Linked DNA regions of Mus musculus: all the other regions are linked to region 3. The links are chromatin contacts, called in public ChIA-PET and HiChIP or PLAC-seq maps. All regions are on one chromosome and are shown on one strand. The core of a region is the stretch at or near the end of the contact, and the rest is flanking DNA. Distances in the headings are between cores, read along the strand shown. Region 1 has its middle 42 kb from the start of Gm6749. Region 2 has its middle 36 kb from the start of Gm44040. Region 3 holds the start of Arl8b (ADP-ribosylation factor-like 8B).

The links. ChIA-PET counts read pairs in DNA pulled down with a chosen protein or histone mark. HiChIP or PLAC-seq counts read pairs in DNA pulled down with a chosen protein or histone mark.
Region 1: an RNA polymerase II ChIA-PET map of memory CD8 T cells shows a contact between it and region 3, with 64 read pairs. The contact joins the enhancer-like site here to the promoter of Arl8b in region 3. A contact is called at or near these places in 2 of 484 Hi-C or Micro-C datasets (CD8 T cells and nephron progenitors) and 4 of 115 datasets of contacts at active chromatin or transcription factors (bone marrow-derived macrophages, effector CD8 T cells, memory CD8 T cells and 1 more).
Region 2: a FOXA1 HiChIP or PLAC-seq map of pancreatic cancer cells shows a contact between it and region 3. The contact joins the enhancer-like site here to the promoter of Arl8b in region 3. A contact is called at or near these places in 3 of 484 Hi-C or Micro-C datasets (double positive thymocytes and embryonic stem cells), 3 of 115 datasets of contacts at active chromatin or transcription factors (effector CD8 T cells, embryonic stem cells and pancreatic cancer cells) and 3 of 9 other capture datasets (adipose tissue, liver and pancreatic islet).

The regions. Positions count from the first base shown.
Region 1 is chr6:108,920,737-108,924,292 of GRCm38.p6, forward strand. No RefSeq gene overlaps it. Among named protein-coding and RNA genes, the nearest start is that of Gm6749, 42 kb to the left of the region's middle. Within about 2 kb of position 2,020, at least 33 of the 459 cell types and tissues checked have an H3K27ac peak or open chromatin away from gene starts, as enhancers often do. A contact at or near this core is called in CD8 T cells, effector CD8 T cells and memory CD8 T cells, where this site is marked.
Region 2 is chr6:108,569,476-108,573,164 of GRCm38.p6, forward strand. No RefSeq gene overlaps it. Among named protein-coding and RNA genes, the nearest start is that of Gm44040, 36 kb to the left of the region's middle. Within about 2 kb of position 1,621, at least 360 of the 459 cell types and tissues checked have an H3K27ac peak or open chromatin away from gene starts, as enhancers often do. A contact at or near this core is called in adipose tissue, double positive thymocytes, effector CD8 T cells and 4 more, where this site is marked.
Region 3 is chr6:108,781,488-108,785,223 of GRCm38.p6, forward strand. It overlaps Arl8b (ADP-ribosylation factor-like 8B), which reads left to right and starts at 1,572. Exons shown (of 7, transcript NM_026011.3): 1 at 1,572-1,890. The coding sequence starts at 1,768.

The DNA of each region.
Region 1 (3,556 bases), core at 770-3,269, 140 kb after region 3:
GAACTCAGGGCCTGGTACTTGCTAGGTAAGTGTTCTGCTGTCGACCTACTTCCTCAGCTCTGTAGGAACTCTTTACATACTCTTTTCTTAGCAACATACATTGCCTCACTGAGCTTTCTCATTGTTGTGATGCTCCCTTTAATGGGCAGAAATCTATGATTTTCATAGTGTAGAATTCCTATTTTGGGGTGTATATAACAAGACCATTACATATTTTCATGTAACAGTTTTACAGGTTTAGTGGCATGATTTCAAGGCCAAGGTTTAGCTTTATCTTGGCTGTATTTATGTAAGCACCATATGATTTGGAATATTGTAGATTGATTCTTGAGACTGAGGAATGTAAATGACCCATTTTTTTTCATGGTTTAAGCTACGGTATATCCTTCATTTGAACTTTGGGTTTAACTTGTCAATTTATATAAAAAAATCTGTTAGGGTCTTTATAATATTTCAGTGTCTATGTAGATAAATGTGGGGGAGATTGACAAGCTAGGAACAGTGGGTTTCATGATCTCGGAATAATATAGTTCTCTATTACTTTAGGCTGTCTTTATGTCTTTTGGCAATGCTCTGCAGTTTGAAATGCTTTTCAGGAGCTAACTATGTTTTCCATGAATACTACTTCTTATGTCATTTTTGGCAGTGTGTCAGAGAGTATCAGTCAATTAGTACTTGAGTTATTCCTCTCAAGATTCAAACTCTGTAAGGACTTCTGTTGCCTGGCTTAGGTATCGCCCTCCCTTGCAAATGTCCAGGAATGGGCTGAAGATTTTGACGGACAGTCTTTTTTTTTTAAAATTATTTTTTACACTCCATATTCTATTCCCTCCCCCAATCCAAGATAGTTTTACTGAGATTGTACAGGTTCAGAAAGTGGTGGGAAGGACACAGACCCATAAGGGCACAAAAGTCTACTCTTTTTTAAATTAGTAATTTATTTTTTACTTATTCACTTTACATCCCACTCACTGCCTCCTCCTGATCATCCCCCCGATAATACTTCCCCCTTTCTCCCCTTTCCTTTTCCTTTGAGCAGGTGGGGGGTTCCCCCCTTGGGTATCTTCCCACCTTGGCACTTCAAGTCTTTGCAAGGCTGGGTGCTTCTTCTCCCACTGAGGGAACTGGGTGGGAGAGGGGATTGGGAGAGGCATAGTGGAGGGGTTGGGGGTTAGTTGTGGGGAGAGGGAAGGGGGGTGGCCCAAGGCCATGAGAATGAATAGAAACTTGCAAGGGACAGGGAGGGAATAGGGGTTATCTACAGGAAGAGACCTGGGATAGGGAAGGCACCCAAGAATCAATGGGGGAGGGGGTGTCCTTAGCTGTGACTTGAAACATTGGGGATACGGAGCCTGGGGAGGCTGCCTCCTGTGGCTAGGCAGTAATTTCGGTAGAGCGATAGGGATGCCAACCCACCCACAAAACTTTGGATCCTTATTCTGTCACAAGAAATTCAGGGACTGGAGTCTGAGGGAATGGCCAACCAAAAACCAGCCCATGGGCAAGCACCAATCCCTGACAGTATTAATGATACTCTGACACACACACACACACACACACACACACACACACACACACACACACACACAATACCCTGTTATGCTTGGAGACAAGATTTTGCTCTTACGAGACAGAGACAACAAGTATCTATTAGTAGTAGCTGAGCTAGAAACCTTATATTATCTCATTTAATCTAATTACTATACATGTAGTTCATGTCCCATTTTCATTTTAGAATATAGGTACATTTTGAGTAATTATAACATTTGCCTAACACTTAAAAAAGCTTAGAATAGATTATCTGTAGTTGGAAGAATTGTAAAGCTATACCCCAACCACTGGGATATATCCCTTTCTTGTCTCGTGACCATAAAGTCAAATACCCGGGTGTGAAGGGACTTTGCAAATTAAGGTTTCTAATCAGCAACGTTGGATTGGAGAGTATATCTTACATTACTGATGTGCACATAGTGTAACCCCATGAGCTGTTTAACACAGGAAAGAGAGCACAGGATACAGAAGAGGAGGAAGTGGATGTGGTCGATGGGGAGGTAGGGGAAACCCAAGGTCTGAGATAGACTCCATGTGCTATTGCTGGCTTTACCAGAAACTGAAGAAGACGTGGAAGAACCTAAACATGCGAACATTTCCAGAAGATGATGGTATTCCCTGACAGCAAAGAAGTGAGAATCTCAGGCCTACTACCACATGGAACTGAATTCTGGTGACAACATCAGTGAATCTGTGGGTAAATCATCATAGTTGCTATGAAAGCCTCTGAGGCTCCACAAACCATAAAGGCTATTATAACTGCACGCCCAAACCAGACGCTAAGGCCATATTGCTGAAGGCATTGCATGCTTAGGTTGCAGGACATGGACAAATTGAGCTAGGGTTGAATTGGAAACTCTCCCTGGCTCTTACACCCTTTCTGACTCCTCTTCTTCAGGGTTCCCCAATCCTGATAAATATATAATGTTTAGGGATGAGTATTCACAAGTCTCTCTTTGTACATTGTCCAGGTGTCCTAAGTATTTGTTCATGCTCGCAGATCAGTGCAGTCACAGGCTGGCTTGAGAAGGGATTTGCTTCTCTCAAAATCAGTAACAATTTTATTCCAGTGATATGCTTGTTTTCCTTGCCTCCCATAACTAATTGCTATGGATGCCTTGTCTTAAAACAATAAAAAGGAGTCAGTTTTCTTTAATGATGTGCCCTTTGCTATGTCCACCGCACTCCAGGGCAGGCCCACTCCAGGAGAAGGTAGGCAGCACAAGCTGGAATCTGGGGAAAAAGAAAATTCAAAGTTGGGTGGATAGAGAGGAAAAGGTAGGGAGGGCAAACCAGAGGAGCTGGGAGAGGTGTGGATATGATTTAAAAAATTATTTAAATCTATCAAGAAAATAATGCAATTTTATTAAAAACAGTATTTATTTGCTCATTATTCTGGAGCCTGGAGTCTAAAATCAAGGTATTGACAGGACCTGGTCCCTTGCAAATCCTCCAGAGAAAAATTCCTCCTTGATCTTATAATATTCTGGTATCTTTAAGCACTCCTTGAACTATAAATCCACGACTACAATATCTGCTCATATCTTTACATGACAGAGGTCACTTCAGTCTGCTGTAAGGATACATGCTAAATTTAGAACCTACCAAGCTGGTCTAGAATGAATTTTACTTTGATACCCTTAACGTAGTTATATCTATAAAAATTATTATTAATGTCTTACAAATAAGGTCATAGTCACAGATTCCAGGGGCTAGAATATAGTTGTATCTTCCTAAGGAATACTATACAATCTACTATGGGCAGGCAGAAACTATAATATTATCCCTATTTTATGGATGCACACTTATTTTTGAGACAGGGTCTTATGTTGCTCTGGATGTAGTACTCAGCAAAGGCTTGCCTCAAATTCTTGGCAGTCCTCTTGTCTCAGAATCCCAAGTGCTGGGACTACAAATATATGCTGCCATACCTGTTTTATACATACAGTGTGTAGTTTTAGATATAGAAACATAAGTAGATAATTCACATATAGGACCAGGAAAA
Region 2 (3,689 bases), core at 371-2,870, 210 kb before region 3:
GATTAATGGGCTGTTCCTGTGTCTTTTAGGCGTGAGGCCTCCCACAGTGGATGTCATCATCTTAGACTTAGAAAAGCTAGTCACATCCTCAAAAAAAAAAAAAAATGTTGTATGATAAACAGATCATAACAGAAACTGCCAGGGGCAGGCAGACACGGAATCCAGCTGGGTTTCTTTAGCCCTGATCCCAGTTTCAGCTGCAGGTTTTTTCCAGAAAGAACAGAAGTTTGATTTACTCAACATTCTGCAGAAGTCAGGGGTGTGGTTATAACTCATTGCTAATGGGTTTTCCCTTAATTCTTGTAGCAACAGGACCTTACAGTGGCTACTGGCAGGAAAAAGGTGAAACTAAGGTCACAACAGGAGTCTATAGCATCAAAACAGAAACAGCTGTTGAGGACCACCTAGCGGCAGCAGGGGCAGCAGTATTTTTTTATATTATCCCTAAGGCACAAAGTATGACTAGTTTCCAGACTTAGAGCTGAGAGCCACAGTGACGGATGAAGACTATGTGTTGTTTTTTTTTTTTTTTTTTTTTTTTTTTTTTTTACCAACTCTGCCATTAAATGCTTGTAATTTCATCCTGATACACAAATCACCTCTGATGTAGGCCAATCTTGTTTTCTTCTTATTCATTAGAAAGTGTGAATTCAGGGGGGAAACGTCCATGAACCGTTCGTTGGGCTTTCTTTCTTTCTTTCTTTCTTTCTTTCTTTCTTTCTTTCTTTCTTCCTTCCTTCCTTCCTTCCTTCCTTCCTTTCTTTCTTTTTCTCTTTTTTTTCTTTTCTTTTTTTTAACAGGGGTTGGATTGGAAATTTGACAGCAACGCTGAGACGCTTTTGCTAAGGCAGGGATCAATGGGAGTGTGCTTACTGAGTAATTGCATTCCTTCTTGGCTAGCCAGCAACGTGGAAACTGAGCCCTGCTCGGCGCTGTGCACACCCAGCTTGCAAGGTCTGTTTCCACTTCTCCAGACCAGGCCAGTCTCATAGGAACAGCTGTCTCCAAACCCTCTGTACAGCCGGAAGCCAGTTGCTTGGGTTAGGAGCCCATTTTGTGCCAGGGACTACAGGAAGTACGTCATAGGCCTCGCCTTTTCTCATGACCTTTGAAGCCAATTTGTAGCTGGGTGAGGAAGCTGAGACCAAACTGGCCTCATTGCCCAGTCTGGATCCTCAGCACCTAACTGGCACAGTGCTGGCGCTAGGCACCAGAACCCCGGGATGAGGGAGGGCATGGATGAACATCCTAAATACTCACTAGACATGTTTTGAATGTAATGTGACATGACATGTTGTGTCCTCCCTGGCCACTTTCAAGCCTCAACTCCTCAGGACAATTGGGGAAACTGAAGCCCCAGATCAAATGACTTAGCAAAGGTCACAGGGCAGGGGGGCAGACAGAAAAGTGCCTTTGAGTCTTTCTGTGGTCCAAATGGTAATTCTATCCAGAGCCTGTCTACCTCACGTTCAAGGTCCCCAGACTCTGAGCAGGAGTGGGGGAACCAAGGGGCTCCCATCCCCAACCAGCTTTCCGGTCAGCAGCTCCCAGCAGGGCAGGGCGACCCCACCCTCCCGCCAGCTGCAAGGCACAGCGCCAGGAGCACACAGACTGTTCCCAGGCACTCCCTCGCCCCAGCCCCGCTGCACCCGTCTGCGAACTGCCAAGGGCAAGCAGGGGAACAGCTCACGTGGACCTCTGCAGAGCAGCCAGCTCAAATCTCAGGGCGGGGCTTCGTCTTCGCCACGCCCTCCAGGGCGTCCCCCACCCTCCCACCCCCGCAGCACTCCGAGACCCCTGTTCTGATCCAGATCCAGCAAAGTAAGCTCCAGTGTGGGCTGTAGGGATTTGAGGAAGTCCGTGGGTGCGGTTGAGGCAGCAGCAAAGGCAGCTAGCTCTGGTAGAAAGGAGGGGGTGTCTAGGTCGGCAACATTAGAAGAGAGGGCGTTTCTGCAGAAAAGGAAGTGGGTGTCAAAAGCTGCACACACATTGCCCCGTGGGAGTCCTGTGAGGGAAGTCACCAGGACCTGCTAAAGTCTCCCACTTTATGGCTGCATGCAAACACTCTTAAGTCGCGGTTATCAAAATTCCTGTGACTTCTCAGCACAAGGCAGGCAGTAATCATGGGCATCCATCCATTGTGTGGGGGCCACCTATCCAAGCTTCCTGTGAGTCTATTAGGCCTGTTGCCTCATAAGCCAGGCTCCTGCAGAGTCAGAACACCAACACTTCTCCTCTTACTTCAACACCTAACTTAAGGTATATTCCTGCAGCTTCCAGAAGCCGCCAGACTGCATTGATTTTTCAAAATCCCTATCTTAGCCACATGGTGCGTTCTTAGTCCACGGACACTCAATAAAGCCAGTTCCTTGAGAAAAGCACGTTTTCCCTGGTTTGCGTCTTGCATGATCTCACGTAGTCCAGGCTTAGACTGACTATAAACTTCTGACCCCCCTTGCCTCCAGCTCCCAAGTGCATAGGGCTGGAGTTACAGATGTGAGCCACCACACCCCACTTTTTTGTTTTTAACATTATTTTGAACCCGACCAATGGCATTTAGTAAGGTGGGGCGTTCCTGGGAAAGGATTTAGATGAACAAGTGTCCCACTTTTATCTCGCTAGGTAGCATAAAGTTTTGCTTGGTTGTCAATTTCTGGACAATATTTTTATATGTGGGTACACATAACCCCACATTTCATTTTCTTCCTTAAATAAACAAACAAATAAAACAGGAGAGTAAACCTAAGTCTTAAGCCCTTATACATGCCACCAAAATGTAAGCTACGTACCACCATCCCTCACTTCCTTTTAAAAAATTTTTTAAATTGGATATTTTATTTATTTACATTTCAACTGTTATCCCCTTTCTGGTTTCCCCTCTGCTAACCCCCTCTCCTATGGCCCCTCCTGCTTCTATGAGAGTCCACACCCAGGGACCCACCCACTCCCACCTTACTGACCTAGCATTCCCTATGCTGGGGTATTGAGCCTCCACAGGACCAAGGGCCTCCCCTCCCATTGATGGCAGATAAAGTCACCCTCTGCTACATACACAGCTGAGAGCCATGGGTCTTCTTCGGTTGGCAGTTTAGTCTCTGGGAGCTCTGGGGGTCTGGTTGGTTGTTATTGCTCCAATATTTGGCTCAAGTGAGACCTCGTGTCCTTCTTAATACTACAGAAGCTCCACCCCTCTGTTCTCAGACTCATCCTGCGTGACCAGTCTTACTGAATACTATTGTCAGAAGGTCGTGCAGGGGACAGGAGGATTGCAGAACACTGAGGACTGAATAGATTACAGAAAAGCCTTCAATGCCCAGGTCCTTCTTTGCCACCTCTTGTGTGCCCCTCCCCCTTCCCAAGACTTCAGAATTGGCCGACTGCTCAGGGATTGCTTTGATTCGTGTCTTAATTCTTAGCATGTAGAGCAGGATGTGGTTGCCTCAGCCCATAATCCCAGCAGTTAAGAAGGGAGGCAGTACTCTCTATTCAAGGTCAGCATGAGCTACATAGACTATATAGCTAGACACGCTCGGGTACAGACGACTCAAGGTGTTTGATTTATATGAACCACGGTGTTTTGTTTTGTTTTGATTACAGTCCTCCCCCCCCCCCCCACCGCCCCCACCCCCACCCCCCACCGCCCCACCCCGGTCAGGAGACAAGGATGGCCTCAAACTCATTCACCTCCT
Region 3 (3,736 bases), core at 322-2,821:
GGCTACCTTCTGTCTTCCCATCTTGTATAATCAAGTCCAAACTCGTGCCACCATATCCCACTCCCTCTGGTCCCTGAATTCTCTTCCACCTCTCCCTACTCCAGGCTTCCACCGATCTTTGCCAGTGTTGGGTACTGTCCAGAGAATAACCTACAATAGCTACACTTTTGGTTTTAAATGAACTTCTTAAGTGTACAGCAAGTGAAAGTAAAAGGATAAATAGCAAGTAGTAGACTGGTAGCCCCACTCCATCAAACTGCAAGGTCACAACATCCAGCAGAGATGACTAGAGTAGCTGATGGAGAGAGCTAACAAAGAAAGCATCCATTAAGTTAGAGATTTACAAATATGAAGCAGAAATCAACTGGGGAAGTTGGGGCAGCCAGCTGGAGTTCCTTTTTAAAAATATATTTTCAGTTAAAATATAATTCCATCATTTCCCCCTCGCCCCAGGCACACCATCCTTCAAAGTCCAAACCACTTCACTGTCCTTCCCCATTCAGGGTCTTTTCCTGGAATGTGCTTCTACCAAACGTCAGCCTGCTTCTCCTTCTCACTTCCCTCAAGCCTTTCCACTCAGGACCACCTGACTTAAAGACAAGCAGGCCGGCTCCAGCTTCTTCTCTGTTCCTCTTCTTTATAGTGTTAAGTACCACGTGGCATTTTCTCGTTTGTTTGCTGTATATGTTCTGTTCTCCACACTGGACTGTAACCCGCAGGAGGGCAGGGATTTTGCTGTCACTAATGTTTTGCTGTGTTAGAAACAAACCCTGTGTCTTTCACATGCTGGGAAAGAAATTTTCCCTATTAATTAATTCATTTATTTATTCACTTTACATTCGGATCACTGCCTCTGCCCCATCCTCCCTTGAGCCCTAGTTAGACCCAGAGTGCTCCATACAGGCCAGGCAAGCATTCTACCACTGGGTTACATCCCCATCCCAGATTCTGATTTTTTTTTTTTTTTATTCCGTGTTCAATTCCTCCGAGTATTAACTTTTTCCTTCAGGGTACATTGCCAATGAACAATTATAGGAAAATTCAATCAAAAAGTGAACGAGGACCAACTCTTTGTTTTTTTTTAAAGATTATTATTATTTATGTGTTTCGTTGTGGGAGTATGCGCATATGTTTGCAGAATGTACAAGGTCAGAAAGCCCTAGATCTGGATCCCCCAGAGTTGAAGTTACAGGCTGATGAGGGCTGCCAGGTGTGGGTGCTGGGTCCTGAACTTGGGTCTTCTGAAAGAGCCTCAAGCACTTTTAACCACCGAGTCATTTCTGTAACCCCACCTTCTGTGTTTATTGAACTCTTGATCCTCCTGCCTCCACCTCTCAAGTACTGAAATTGTTGACATGCGTTTGCTGGGAGACCCATAATTTGGGGGGAAAAAAAAAAAGAAAGAAAGAAAAGAAAAGAGGAAAGGCATGTGACAAGTGAATTGGCACCAAGGCGAGGGAAGGGTGTGTCGTGGGATTCACCATCAGGTGGCGATGTCGCCGGAGGGCGCTGGGAGTCTACGGGACCGCGCCGCTCTTTCCGTGCGCTTCCGCGCCTGCGCTGGGCCAGGCGTGGGGGGGGTAGGGCGAGTCATATGACCCGCTGGGCTTCCTGGCTCCGGCCGTCGCTGCCGCCAGCCTCTGTCTGCCCGCGTCGCGCCAGGGGCCCCGCCGAAGAGCCGTTGGCGGGTTCGGGGCCGATACCCGCTCGTGGGAAAGAGTGTCCGCTGTCGTCCGCGCCCGTCCACGCTCGCAGCCGGCCGCCGCCATGCTGGCGCTCATCTCCCGCCTGCTGGACTGGTTCCGTTCGCTCTTCTGGAAGGAGGAGATGGAACTGACGCTCGTGGGGCTGCAGTACTCCGGCAAGACCACCTTCGTCAATGTCATCGCGGTGAGCAGCCCTCTGCGGGCGGCCTGGCCGGCGTCTCGCGCCTGTCACCTCCCCGAAGGCCGGGCCGGGCGATCCTGCGTGTGTGGGCCTCGGAGTTGTAGCCGGAGGGTCGGCAGCAGGAGGGTCAATTCCACGTTGCGTTTTGGTGGTGGTGGTGGGGGCTGTGCCTTTAACACGGCCTGGAAAGGGTTAATCCGAGTCTGCCACACTTGCTGCCTTTCGGGCCGTAGAGGCTGAAGGGTTAATTCCAACCTGTCACTTGTTCACCCGGACGGGTGAGCCTGGCCTTTTCCAGAACGCCTGCGAAGGGGACGCCTCTCCTAAGTCTCCACTTGGGACGATGGAGTCGCATTGTGAAAGCAGGCAACCCGTGTGGGCGCTTCTGTGAATGCCAGGGGGAGCCTCGGCGCCTCCAGTTCGCTTGGTCTTTGTCACTTGTCCATGGAGCGTCGGAGAGCAAACTGATGACCTAGCTTACTGGGGGAAGCTGTTGGAGAGACCATTCAGATCCCAGTATTTTCTAAGACAGGGAGCAAGGGCGAGGCGAGTCTCGGTTTCTCCACAGCTGATTGTGTTAAACGGGTAGATAGATGGATCTGCATTCAACATAAAGTTTGCAGGCTTTGGTCTTTAGAGAGATTTTTTTTTTTCTTCCCTCTTGCAGAAGGAATTTGTTTGGATTGGGACGTAGCTTATGGAGGCTCAGGGAAGTTGCCTAGTAAATATAATGTGAATTCGGTGGGAGAGTGGTCGTTGAGTTTTGCGTCTTTGATTGGTTGGGAAAGGAATGGGCGTGAATGTCAGTCTTTGGAGCCAAGGAGTCATTGCACAGTTTTAGGGCTGTACTTAGAGGGTTGAGCTTTACAATTGTTCTGATGAGAAGTGGCGGCAGTTCCTAGACCTTCAAGAGGATTGTTGCAATCCTCACACAGGAGACAGCTGAGCTGCCCGACTGGTTTGGCTACACACTGCCCTGGGAAAACCTAGGTAACGTGTGACTCAGTCCCTGTAGTAATAGAGCAACAGGCGTCAGAGAGAGGAGCGGAGGCTCAAATCTCTTTCGAAGATGGCTGAATATATAAGTGTAAGGAAACTTTCCCGAACTTCATGTTAGGCTCTTTCTATGTTGCCTCTACCCCGACCCCAAGAGAACAAGGCAGAACAGACTTTAGACTCTTTCATACTAGAACTTTTCTACAGGCTTCAAGCTGTTCATTTTCTGTTACCCTAGATAAGAATTGGAGTTTCCTCGGGACTCCTGTCCCTTGGGCAAGATCGAAATGGTACACGTGGGTGTGTTGGGATGGCCAGTTGTATTTGCTGCGGAGGAGTTAATGCAAGGACCTGCACCAATGAGTAGGATTTAAGAGATGTACTGCTTACTCTCATGCCTGTATTATCACTGGGCAGTGTAGCTTGATATATATAACAAGCCTGAACTTTTATGCCATGCAGTTCTGGATTTGCAATCTGGATCTTAGCAGCCTTGGGTCTGGTTGAGTCGATTTCTGTTTTCTTGTCTATGAAGTGCAGATAACAATAGAGTCCTTAGCAGAGTTGCTCTGAGGTCTAACCAGGAGGAGGAGGGAAGTGTTAACATGTAGATGGCTGTACTACCCAAAGCAGGCACAAGGAGATACGTTGAGAAAGGACTGAGCCGGGCTCATTTCCTTTGACTCTCAGGCCAGTGTTGTCTACGGTTGCAGATTTATGGCTTGTGGGAAGGAAGCACCTTCAACCCCCCTTCCTTTTGAGTTAGATTCTTTGTAACAACTATCCAATCTCAGCAGTGCTGTCGACCTCCTGCTATCAATATTACACTATTCTTTATGAATTATGGTGGTGT